Linked DNA regions of Rattus norvegicus: region 1 is linked to region 2. Evidence: chromatin contacts called from public Hi-C data. All regions are on one chromosome and are shown on one strand. Each heading gives the region's core, a stretch centred on a gene start, on an enhancer-like site or on the middle of the called end of the contact. The rest is flanking DNA. Distances are from core to core; before and after follow the strand shown.

Evidence for each region. A called contact is a pair of places that touch in the nucleus more often than the background predicts.
Region 1: a contact with region 2 is called in a Hi-C map of mammary epithelial cells, with 2.3 times the contacts expected there. The contact joins the promoter of Cirbp here to the promoter of Adamtsl5 in region 2. A contact is called at or near these places in 4 of 12 Hi-C or Micro-C datasets (hepatocytes, liver, mammary epithelial cells and 1 more).

What each region holds. Positions count from the first base shown.
Region 1 is chr7:10,185,755-10,190,802 of GRCr8, reverse strand. It overlaps Cirbp (cold inducible RNA binding protein), which reads left to right and starts at 1,328. Exons shown (of 7, transcript NM_031147.3): 1 at 1,328-1,403; 2 at 3,177-3,368; 3 at 3,456-3,562; 4 at 3,642-3,780; 5 at 3,865-3,946; 6 at 4,132-4,202; 7 at 4,404-5,048. The coding sequence starts at 3,266. The coding sequence ends at 4,420.
Region 2 is chr7:10,010,977-10,015,586 of GRCr8, reverse strand. It overlaps Adamtsl5 (ADAMTS-like 5), which reads right to left and starts at 1,632. Exons shown (of 15, transcript NM_001400961.1): 1 at 1,576-1,632; 2 at 797-865; 3 at 552-654.

The DNA of each region.
Region 1 (5,048 bases), core at 79-2,578, 180 kb before region 2:
GGGAGGGAGATGGAAGTGTGGCCTGGAGTCCAAGTTCTCTTAGCCCAGATACTTGGGAAGTGAGTGAGGCTACAGAGTTCAAGGATACATGGCAAAATTTAAGTTGCCTCAAAGGACAAAAATGACCTAGTGATAAAGAGCACTGGTTGCTTTTGCAGAGGACCTGGGTTCAATTCACAGCATCCACACAGGTTCACAGCTCTATGTAACTGCATCCAGAGGATCCAGCACTCAGGTTGTCAGCACAAGATAGGCACGTGGTGGATAGACAGACATTCAGCCAAAACACACATCCGTGTGTGTGTGTGTGTGTGTGCGTGCGCGCTCTTTAATAGGCTAAGGAGGTAGCTTGGTTTAGTCCTTGCTTAGAATCTCGAGGTGAGGGGCTGGAGGCATGACTCAGGAATAGAAACCCTTCCATGGCATGCTTGAGACCCTAGATTCTCTCCTAGAACACGTAGAAGATGCAGGTACAGGTAGAAAAGAGCAGTTCCAGCTGTATAATGTAATGTACACCTGGCTGGGGATGGGCAGAAATCAGGGTTCAAATGATAGTTATAGAGCAGGTGGAGATTTGTAGGCAAATTGAGTTGGGTGCAAGAGAGATGTTTCGGCAAATCTGGAGAAGGGAATATTGACACTGTGGTTAATACTGGGATGGAAATGTTAGGACTGATCTTATGGAATGCCCTTAGGGTTCAGAGGACTGTGTATTGGGAGGTTCTTTTGGACTAGGGTAATTCGATGGTTTTGGTTCATGGGCAAGAATGGAGAAGAGGGAAGAGCAAGATGACTCAGTGGCTAATCCTGAGTATGATTCTTAGGACCTACACGATGGAAGGAGAGACTCCAGAAAATTGTCTTCTGGCTTCACAAACGTGCCTCAGCTAAATAAGTGTAATAAAATATTAAAAGGAAAAAAAAGATCGGAGAGTGTTAAGTCGATGAGTCAAGGTTAAAACCATATTTGGGAGTCCCATTGAGGTAGCAAAAACTCTTTAAAAGCGGTGTCTTGAAGCTCTTTGTTCCCCGCGGCAGGACAAAACGGGCCTGGAACGCGGAAGTGGGTCAGCTCCACCCCCAAACGCTCTGTCCCCGCCCCTTGGTCGCTAGCGGGCGGGAGAATGCGGCCTGAACACATTCCAGCCAATCAAAACACTCAGCGCCTCCGCGCGGGCAATGGCGAAGCCAACGGAGTCCCGCCCCTGCACCCAGGCACAGCTGCCGAATCTGAGGCGTCCGATTGGTCAGCGCGGCATGCTGGGCGGGCTCAGAGGCGTGGCTCCAGGGGTGGAGTATATCAGGCGGGACTCAGGCGCTCCCCCTCGCACTCGCGCGTTAGGAAGCTTGGGTGTGTGACGCGCTGTCTTCCCGCCCGCGTCAGGGACCTGCCCGACTCAGCGGTGAGGGCCCTGGCGGCACCGGCTCTGAGGGGCCCGGGGCGGCGGGCGGCCTGTGACTCTCGGGCGAGGCGGAGCCGCAGCGGCACGCCCCTGGGACTTGGGGGCGGGCCCGGGTTGGAGTCCGCCCCGCCGGCGGCGAGGCGGGCAGCGGGACACCGGGGCCTCACTGTTCTCCGAGGGCGTCCTACACCGCGCGTCACCCCTTGCCCGATGCCGACTTTAGTGGTGGGCTTTCTTTTTCTTTTTCTTTTTCTTTTTTTTTTTTTTGTAAAATGGCCGCCGCAATGCTTTGAAAAGCTGCGCCAGCGAAATGGCGGGACTGCCGAGTGCCCGGATGGAATGGCGCAGGGTGCGCGCTTGACGCATGCGCTGCTCCGGGGGCGGGGCGCGCCTACCTCCAAAGTCCGGTTATCCGCATATGTGGAGTTGCATATGTGGAGCTGTGTCGCTTGCGACCAGTTGTCTCTACCTCGGTTTTCTCTTCCCTTGTGGTTCCACGTGGGGAAAAAAACACATGTAGTTTAAAATGTTGCCCTTTTGTGTCCAAAGTTTGTTGCCCCCAGGTAGACTAGTTCAGCAGTAGCATAGTGGACTTCTTTTCCAAGTGTTTGGGTCCTGATTGTCCCTAGCCAATGATTTTGTTTATATGCCACGCCCCTTTCGGTAGTCACGCCTCTCGGACCAACCTCCTCCCTCCTTTGAGTCCACCGCGTAAAAACATTTCTGCAGTCCCTGGTTAAGTGAGCTGTGCATCCCACAACTGTCACACCTCCTGACAGTACCCTATAACCGTATTTCAGTAGTGAAGCTTCTCTGGCCCAACAACTCTGCTAGTGAGGGTAGTCGTCTCTGTCCACAACCACACACACTTTCAAAGTGAAGAAACTTCTAGCATGCCATTCTGGTTGGGTTATCCTAACCTTGGGGTTCTCTGGCTAGGTGTAAAGGGCCACTGCAGGAAAGGGACTAAAGTATCAAGCCCTAGAACCATTTAAGGTTAGCCTCAGCTATATGACAGTTTTCCGTGTGGATTTGGGATCTTAAAGGCAGAAGAGAGTTCTCTCTGTTTTTAGACAGCGTGTATCTCAGGAGGGTATTGGACTTGCTGTACAGTTGCATTTGGTTTTGGATTCTGTTCTTTGCCTCCACATCCCAGAGGCTAGGGGAGCAGGGTGTTTGTTTTGAAATAGTCTCTCATATTGCTCCACAGTGACTTGAATGGCTGGATGAGGGGGTATGAAACCCCACTTGAGGCTGAGATTTCCCAATAAAGTCATGGGTCACACACACCCCCACCCCATCCCCGACAGGATTCCTCTGTAGCCCTAGCTATCCTGGACTCTTTGCAGACCAGGCTGATCTCAAACTCACAGAGCTTTACCTGCCTCTGTCTCCCAAGTGGTGGGATCAAAGGCATATGCCATCATGCCCAGCTCAGGGTCACTGTTCCAGATCTATAAGTAGGTAAGGGAGGGGAAGAGGCAGGAAACTCCTTAAAGCTTTCAGTGACTTGCCTCATCCTAGCACTTATGCCTATGCAGGGCGTTCCAAGGCCATCCTGGATTATAAAGGGAGACCCTGTCTCACAATGTTTTTAAAGGCAAGAGTGGGGGTGGCTCAGTGGTTGAGAGCACTAGCTGCCTGCCAGAGGACCCAGGTTCAATTCCCAGCACCCACATGACAGCTCATAACTAACCCCCAAGAGCTGACACTCACACAGACATACATGAAGACAAAACACTGCTGCACATAAAATACATTACTCTTTTTTAGAAAGGCTAAGAATACGCTATCTGGCTTCAGTTTCTGGAGGGGTGGTGGTTAAGGCCAAGCAAGCATCTGTAGTGTGTGCACAGGCTGCCATGGCATCAGATGAAGGCAAGCTTTTCGTGGGAGGTCTCAGCTTCGACACCAATGAGCAGGCGCTGGAGCAGGTCTTCTCCAAGTATGGGCAGATCTCGGAAGGTGAGGCTTGGGTCGGGAGCACTGGTTCTGCTTCGGGGAAAGGGAGGGAGTGGCAGACAGGGCAGGTCTAATGCCTCTCTCCTGCAGTGGTGGTGGTAAAGGACAGGGAGACTCAACGATCCCGAGGCTTCGGGTTTGTCACCTTTGAAAATATCGATGACGCTAAGGATGCCATGATGGCTATGAATGGGAAGGTGAGGATCAGGTCAGCCAATTTAGCTTGCATAGGCCTGGTATGGAATGGGGCACAGTGACCTTCCCTTTGTTCTGCAGTCTGTGGATGGGAGGCAGATCCGAGTTGACCAGGCTGGCAAGTCTTCTGATAACCGGTCCCGAGGATACCGGGGTGGCTCTGCTGGAGGCCGTGGCTTCTTCCGTGGGGGACGCAGCCGGGGCCGAGGGTTCTCCAGAGGTGAGTGCTGGAATACCTTGGGCAGCTGGTGTGGGAATGCAGCAGGGTTAGGGACTCCCGGACTGGTCTCTATGTCATCTACAGGAGGAGGAGACCGGGGCTATGGAGGTGGCCGCTTTGAGTCCCGGAGTGGTGGTTATGGAGGCTCCAGAGACTACTATGCCAGGTGAGCCAGATGGGAGGCTCAGCCTTGGTGGTGGCAGCTGGGCCTAAGCTGTGAGCGGAGGGAGGGGCGCACCAGGCGGAGGGCAGAGTAATGTAGGTGGTTTGGTATTGTTCTCTGCTGAGCACCCACTCTTGCCAACTACACCTGGTATGAGGCTGAGCCCGGGTGTCTGTGTCCTTCCACAGCCGGAGTCAGGGTGGCAGCTATGGCTATCGGAGCTCCGGTGGGTCCTACAGAGACAGCTACGACAGCTATGGTAAGTCTGGCTCCAAGGGCGCCACCTGAGTGGCTGTGGTTGGGCTCGGTGAACCCTTGTGTCCTCAGAGCATCTCAGGGCACAGCTACCAGGCCTGCCGCACAGGACAGGGCGCCAGGTGCATGAAACCCTGTGCCGTCTCCCACGCGCGGGTGGAGCACAAGCTCCAGTGACTTTATACTGTCCCGCTTCTGTCCTCAGCTACACACAACGAGTAAAAGCCCTCTGCGTCCAGATCGTCCTTCCATGGCTGTAATAAGATGGGGGAGCTTCGCTGAACGTTGTGTAGTGAGCACCTTGTTACCACTTTTGTAGTCCTTTCGGTTCTGACCCATCAGCAGCCTGCTTCTGACCGAGATGGCCTCGTGACTAGACCTGTTTTTAAGGAAGCGCTGTCTGTTTTTAAGCATTCTTAAAAATGTTTTGGAAAGCACTTCAGATTTTACTGTTTACCATGAGCCATGGGTATTTGTGGGGGTTTTTTTGTTATTTTTTTGTTTTTGTTTTTTTCCCTAAATTGTCGGGTTGTGTGGGTTTTCGTTACTCGTTTTTGTTTTTTGAGGTTTTTTGGTTTTCTTTTTTTCTTTTTTTTCTTTTTCTTTTTTTTTTCTTTCTTTTTTTTTTTTTTTTTTTTTTGGTGTGGTTGCCCATGAAGTCTGGGGCCCCACCCCTCCTGAGATGGAATGGACTCGATTTGAGCAAGCCATAGCCCTCCAGCTCCCCAGCCCTGTTGCGGAGTGCAGCAGGTCCTGCCCATCGGGCACATGTCTCAAGCCCGCAGGGAGCACAGCAGTCCGGGAGGCTGTGGAAATGTTTATTTATATTGTCCTTTTTTACCGAAGACAT
Region 2 (4,610 bases), core at 383-2,882:
TTACTCGAGATTTGAGACACTTTCTCACTGTGTAGCCCAGGCTGTCCCAAAACTCCCTATGTACCCCAGGCTGGTCGGTCGCTAATTCACAGAGACCCACCTGCCTCTGCTCCACAGGCCTGTGTTTTTTTTTTAATTATTATTAATTTTTTTGAGACAAGGTCTTGTAGCCCAGACTGATCTGAAACTTCCTTGGTAGCTAAGGACGACCTTGAACTCATGACCTTCCTGCCTCCCCTACTAGTTGCAGGACAATAGGCACTGGGCATTTGCTCTAGGACAGGCAGGCATCTTCTGCTTTTCTTTTGAGATGGGGGTCTTGATCTGTAGCTCAGGCTAGGCTCAACCTCTGAAAAAATCCTCCTGCCTCAGCCACCTGTGACAAGACTCTCTCAGACCTGCCTGGACTGCCACACACCCATCTTAATCTGGTATTATAGATACTGTGCTCTTTCATGATGTACACAGTAGGTGCCTAATGCCAGCCATTGAAGGAGTCCTTGAAGGGTACTGTTTAGTTGGCTACAAGTTTATTCGCCCCTCTCATTTACCTTCCTGGGTGGCCAGGAACCGACCATTCCGTTTTTCCAGGCCTCAGGTTCCTCATCTGTGCAGTGAAAACTCGCGGAACTCGGTCCGTGAGTCTCCGAGACCCTGTAGAGGGGCAACCAGTGGAGGCTCATTCAGAAATTCGGGGTAGAATGGGTGTCTCCCTCCCAGCATCTGGAGACTGCTTGTACTCCCAGATACCCCATAACCTAAGGGAATCCCCGTGGCAGGCGCGGGGAAGGCTGACCTGGCCTCCTGCCAACATGTGCGTCATGGTCTCATCAGCCAGGAGTGCGGGCTGCGGTGCCCAGAGGGTCTGCAGAGAAGAGAGGCGGGTGGGGCTGAGTGGAGGCCTCAGTTTCCCCAACTGCAGAGACCCGATGAAGTCATTCTCAGCCCACGCCCTCCTCGTGATCCCGGCTTGGCCAGGAGGGAAGGGAACCAAGATGAAGTGAGTCCCTTCTGGGCCCCGGTCCAGGCTCTCTGAAGGGCACACGGGCTCTCAAAGTTTTGCAGCCCACAGGGTCCAGGTACCCGAGGAAGGGGTAAGGAAGGCCAAGGTCTCCTAGCCCGGCTGGAACCAGGGTCTCCCGGGTTGTCCGCCAATCTGATGCCCTTTAGGGCACCTTGGGACCGAGGTGGCTGTACAAGTTGGAAACCCACGGGAGCTGCTTCAAGACGCGCGCCGGACCCTTCCCTCTGCGGACCAAGAGACCGGGCTGCCCCAGGAAGGAAGAAGGAGGCTGGGGACCGGCCATCCCATAACCCCCTTCGTGGGGGGCGGGGGCTCCTACCCACGTCGGTCAATGCCCTCTCCGGAACACTGCATCCCTGCCTGTCCGGCATTGGCGTACCAGCCACTGGGGTGCCAGTCTCCTGAGTTTCAGTCCCATCCCGGAGGAAGTGCGACCCCCAAAACTCACAACCATCCTAGGGATCGCTGCTTTCGCTCCAAGGAGAGAAAGAAACCAATCTCATCGTCGCCACACCAGGTGGAATAGCGGCAGGATACGAGGAGGGACTTACCAGTTGCTCAGAGCCCAAGGCAATGCGTCCAAGCTTCCCTGGGTCGCCCCAGGGACTGGCGGAAGCGGCGGGGCCCCAAAGTGCGGGACTGCGAACTTCGTCGATCCCTCCCACCCGGGCCTCCCAGGCGCGCCCAGGCTGGGGTCACTAAGGGCGCAGGCTAGGGGCGCCCTCATGCGGCGGGAGAGAGTGCACGCGTTGGGCCAGGAGCTGCGGCAGGGGGCTGATCCACTGCGCCTGACAGCGCAGCGGCCCGGCGTTGGTCTTCGTATCCTGGGTGCCAGTGACCTTGGGAAGTCCAGCTGCGGGGCGGTGCGCGGGGGTGACTGGACTGCTATTCCGGGCGGCGCGCTCAGGGCCAGGGAATGTGCCTAGCGCTGGGGCTTGGGGTGGGATAGTACATGCCGGGGCGCCCTCCCACCCTCAGTATCCCGTCCTGCTCCGCATCACCCCACAACCAGATTTCCTACCCTCGTCCTCATCACCCGCTCAGACCAGGCTCCTCTCTCTGTCCCAACAACCCCAGGGACACCAACCCAGGTCTCCATCATCCCTACAACCGGGACTTCCCACCCTGTTCCCGTTACCCTCAATCGGACTCTCCACTCTGGTCCGCATCATTCCCCAATTAGACCTCCCTGCCTTGGTTCGCATCTTCCCTCCACAGTCAGCCTCCTCACGAGTCCCCGGCATCCCCTCACGAGGCCCCGCGCGCCCGCTGGGGGCGGAGGGACCCTCCCGGCCGCACATTCCCAGGCGCTGCCGTCACCAATGCCCCACCCGATCCCGCCCTGTAGGCCTAGGCGTCGATGCAGCTTCCCTCTCCTGGCTTTGGCCTCAAGCCCTCCGCCTCAGTTTCTCCATTCCCGGTGCCCTGCCAGTTTCCTGTGGACGACCCGTCCCATTGCCTTCGTGGCGCCCCCTAGCAGCCAGGCAGAAGGCCGCGGTGCTGTGTGGGCCATGCTGTTCCTGGGAGCTGAACTCGCCTCCTCTAGGAAGCCCACCTGGCTGACCCTTGGTACAGAACACTGTCCTCACAGGACACAGTGCCTGCTGTCTGCACTCCCTGAAAAGCAGACTGCCTGCAGCGTTTACACCATGTAGGGGACAGTGTCTGCCGTATACAGTTGCCTCAGGTTAGCCTGCTGGACAGGGCTCAGCACGGAACAGCCATTGGAAACATCTCAGAGTCTAACAACTCCGATGACATTATGCAAGCCACTGTGTGCACATAGCTATGGGGTACAGCAGCCAAACCCAGTTCTGGGAGGTGGCCACTCTGGGCCATGACTTCAATTTCCGATACCCATCATCCTATTGAAGAGAAGGTGTTAAGGGGTATCAGGATAACTCCCATGGGATAGTAACTCCCAACGGGGCCAGGGAGAAGGGTTGCTTAGCCAAGGTCAGCACGAAAATGAGGGACAATGCCGGTGTCCTGCTGTGAAAGGAAGGGACCTCAGCAAAGCAAAGATGAGGACAGTGTTGAGGGAGAAGCCATGTAGCAGGTCTTCTGTTTTGGTATACAGCAGGCATACACTCTGCATGGATCATATACAGCAGACATGCATTTACAGGAGAAAATATGCAATAGATGCTATACTCCCCAGGAGAGCATAAAGTAGGCACTGAAGCGGAGTATACATGAAACACCCTGCCCTTCATGATGCGTGTATACAGAAGACACTATGTCTGGGAGAGTGCGCATACAGCCAGCGCCGAGCCTGGCATGGTGCATATATACAATAGGCCCTCTCCCTTGCAGGGATAATATAGAGCAGGCACTGTGCTGCACCTCCCTGCAGTTCCGACTCAGTCCAGCAGAGGGTGCACCAGGGCTCGAGAACTCCTCTAAGTTTGCTGTTAACCTGCTCTGGACAGTGCAGCCTGCTGGGCATGGCTCTGGTCAACACCCACTCTCAGCCGGGTCCCAATCTCGGAGCTCCTTCTAGGTAGGACACATTCGCCTCTGCCAAGATGAGATTGGGGCAGGGGACAGGGCTTTGTGGGGCTCTAGGTTATCTGTAAGGCCAGGGCCCTAGGCTTGCAAACCAAATGGCCAACAGCTTGTCTTATGCACTTTAACATTTACCAAGAGGGTGAAGTGGGCGTGGCCATACACACGTGTCATCCCAGCACTGCACACATGGAGGTAGGAAGATCGAGTTTGAGTTTATCCTCAGCTACATAGGACGTTTGGGCTAGTCTAGGCTACAGAAAGGGTGTGTCGGCAAAACAATACAGGGGCTCGTGTCTTATTTGGCATAAACATCTCTAAGCATTCCCACGACAGCAGCCAGGAGAGGTTTACACATCTGACATCCCAGAATCGGGGATGTGGAGGCAGGAGGAGCAGAAATTAAAGTCATCACTGGCTACGGGTTGAGTTCCAGGCCAACTTGAGCTCCAGAGTGAGGGTCTCGAAAGTGAGGGCTGGAGGCTGCTGTGGAGGCCTCTTCACAAGTGAACCTCGTGGTGCCCTCCCCGTGTAGGCCCTGGAGCTCTCCTGACTAAGATCCCTGAGACCATCTGGTCCCCAAGATGCTCCCTTCTGCCTCCCAAAGACACGAGTCCTGTGGCTGCTATGCCTAACCTCTCTGGGGCTCCCAGCTGCCCCTTGGCACAGGGGTGGGGTCAGAATCTGGACGTGCACTGTCGTGCTCATCCTGTGCATGGGTATTGGGAGACTGGGGGCTTCTGACTTCCCTCTTGGGTGCTCACTAGTGGAGAAATGGCTTTGGCTTGGATACTCCTGGTGGCTGACGCTGAGCTCCTGGGGCCTGCGGTGTTGTCAGTCCCCAAACTGCAGACAGCAGGGGAGATGCAGGGTCTGAGACTGGAGCTCTTGCACCAACCGTGGCTGAAGGAGGATGCTTGATTGCTCCTTACTTTGGCAACATTGTTGCTTGTGTGTGTGTGTGTGTGTGTGTGTGTGTGTGTGTGTGTGTGTCCATCCCTGTCGTGGTGTGTGTGCACATGAGTGTGGAGTCCAGGAGTGAAATCAGGTGTCCTCACTTCCTCTCCCCTGTGTCCTC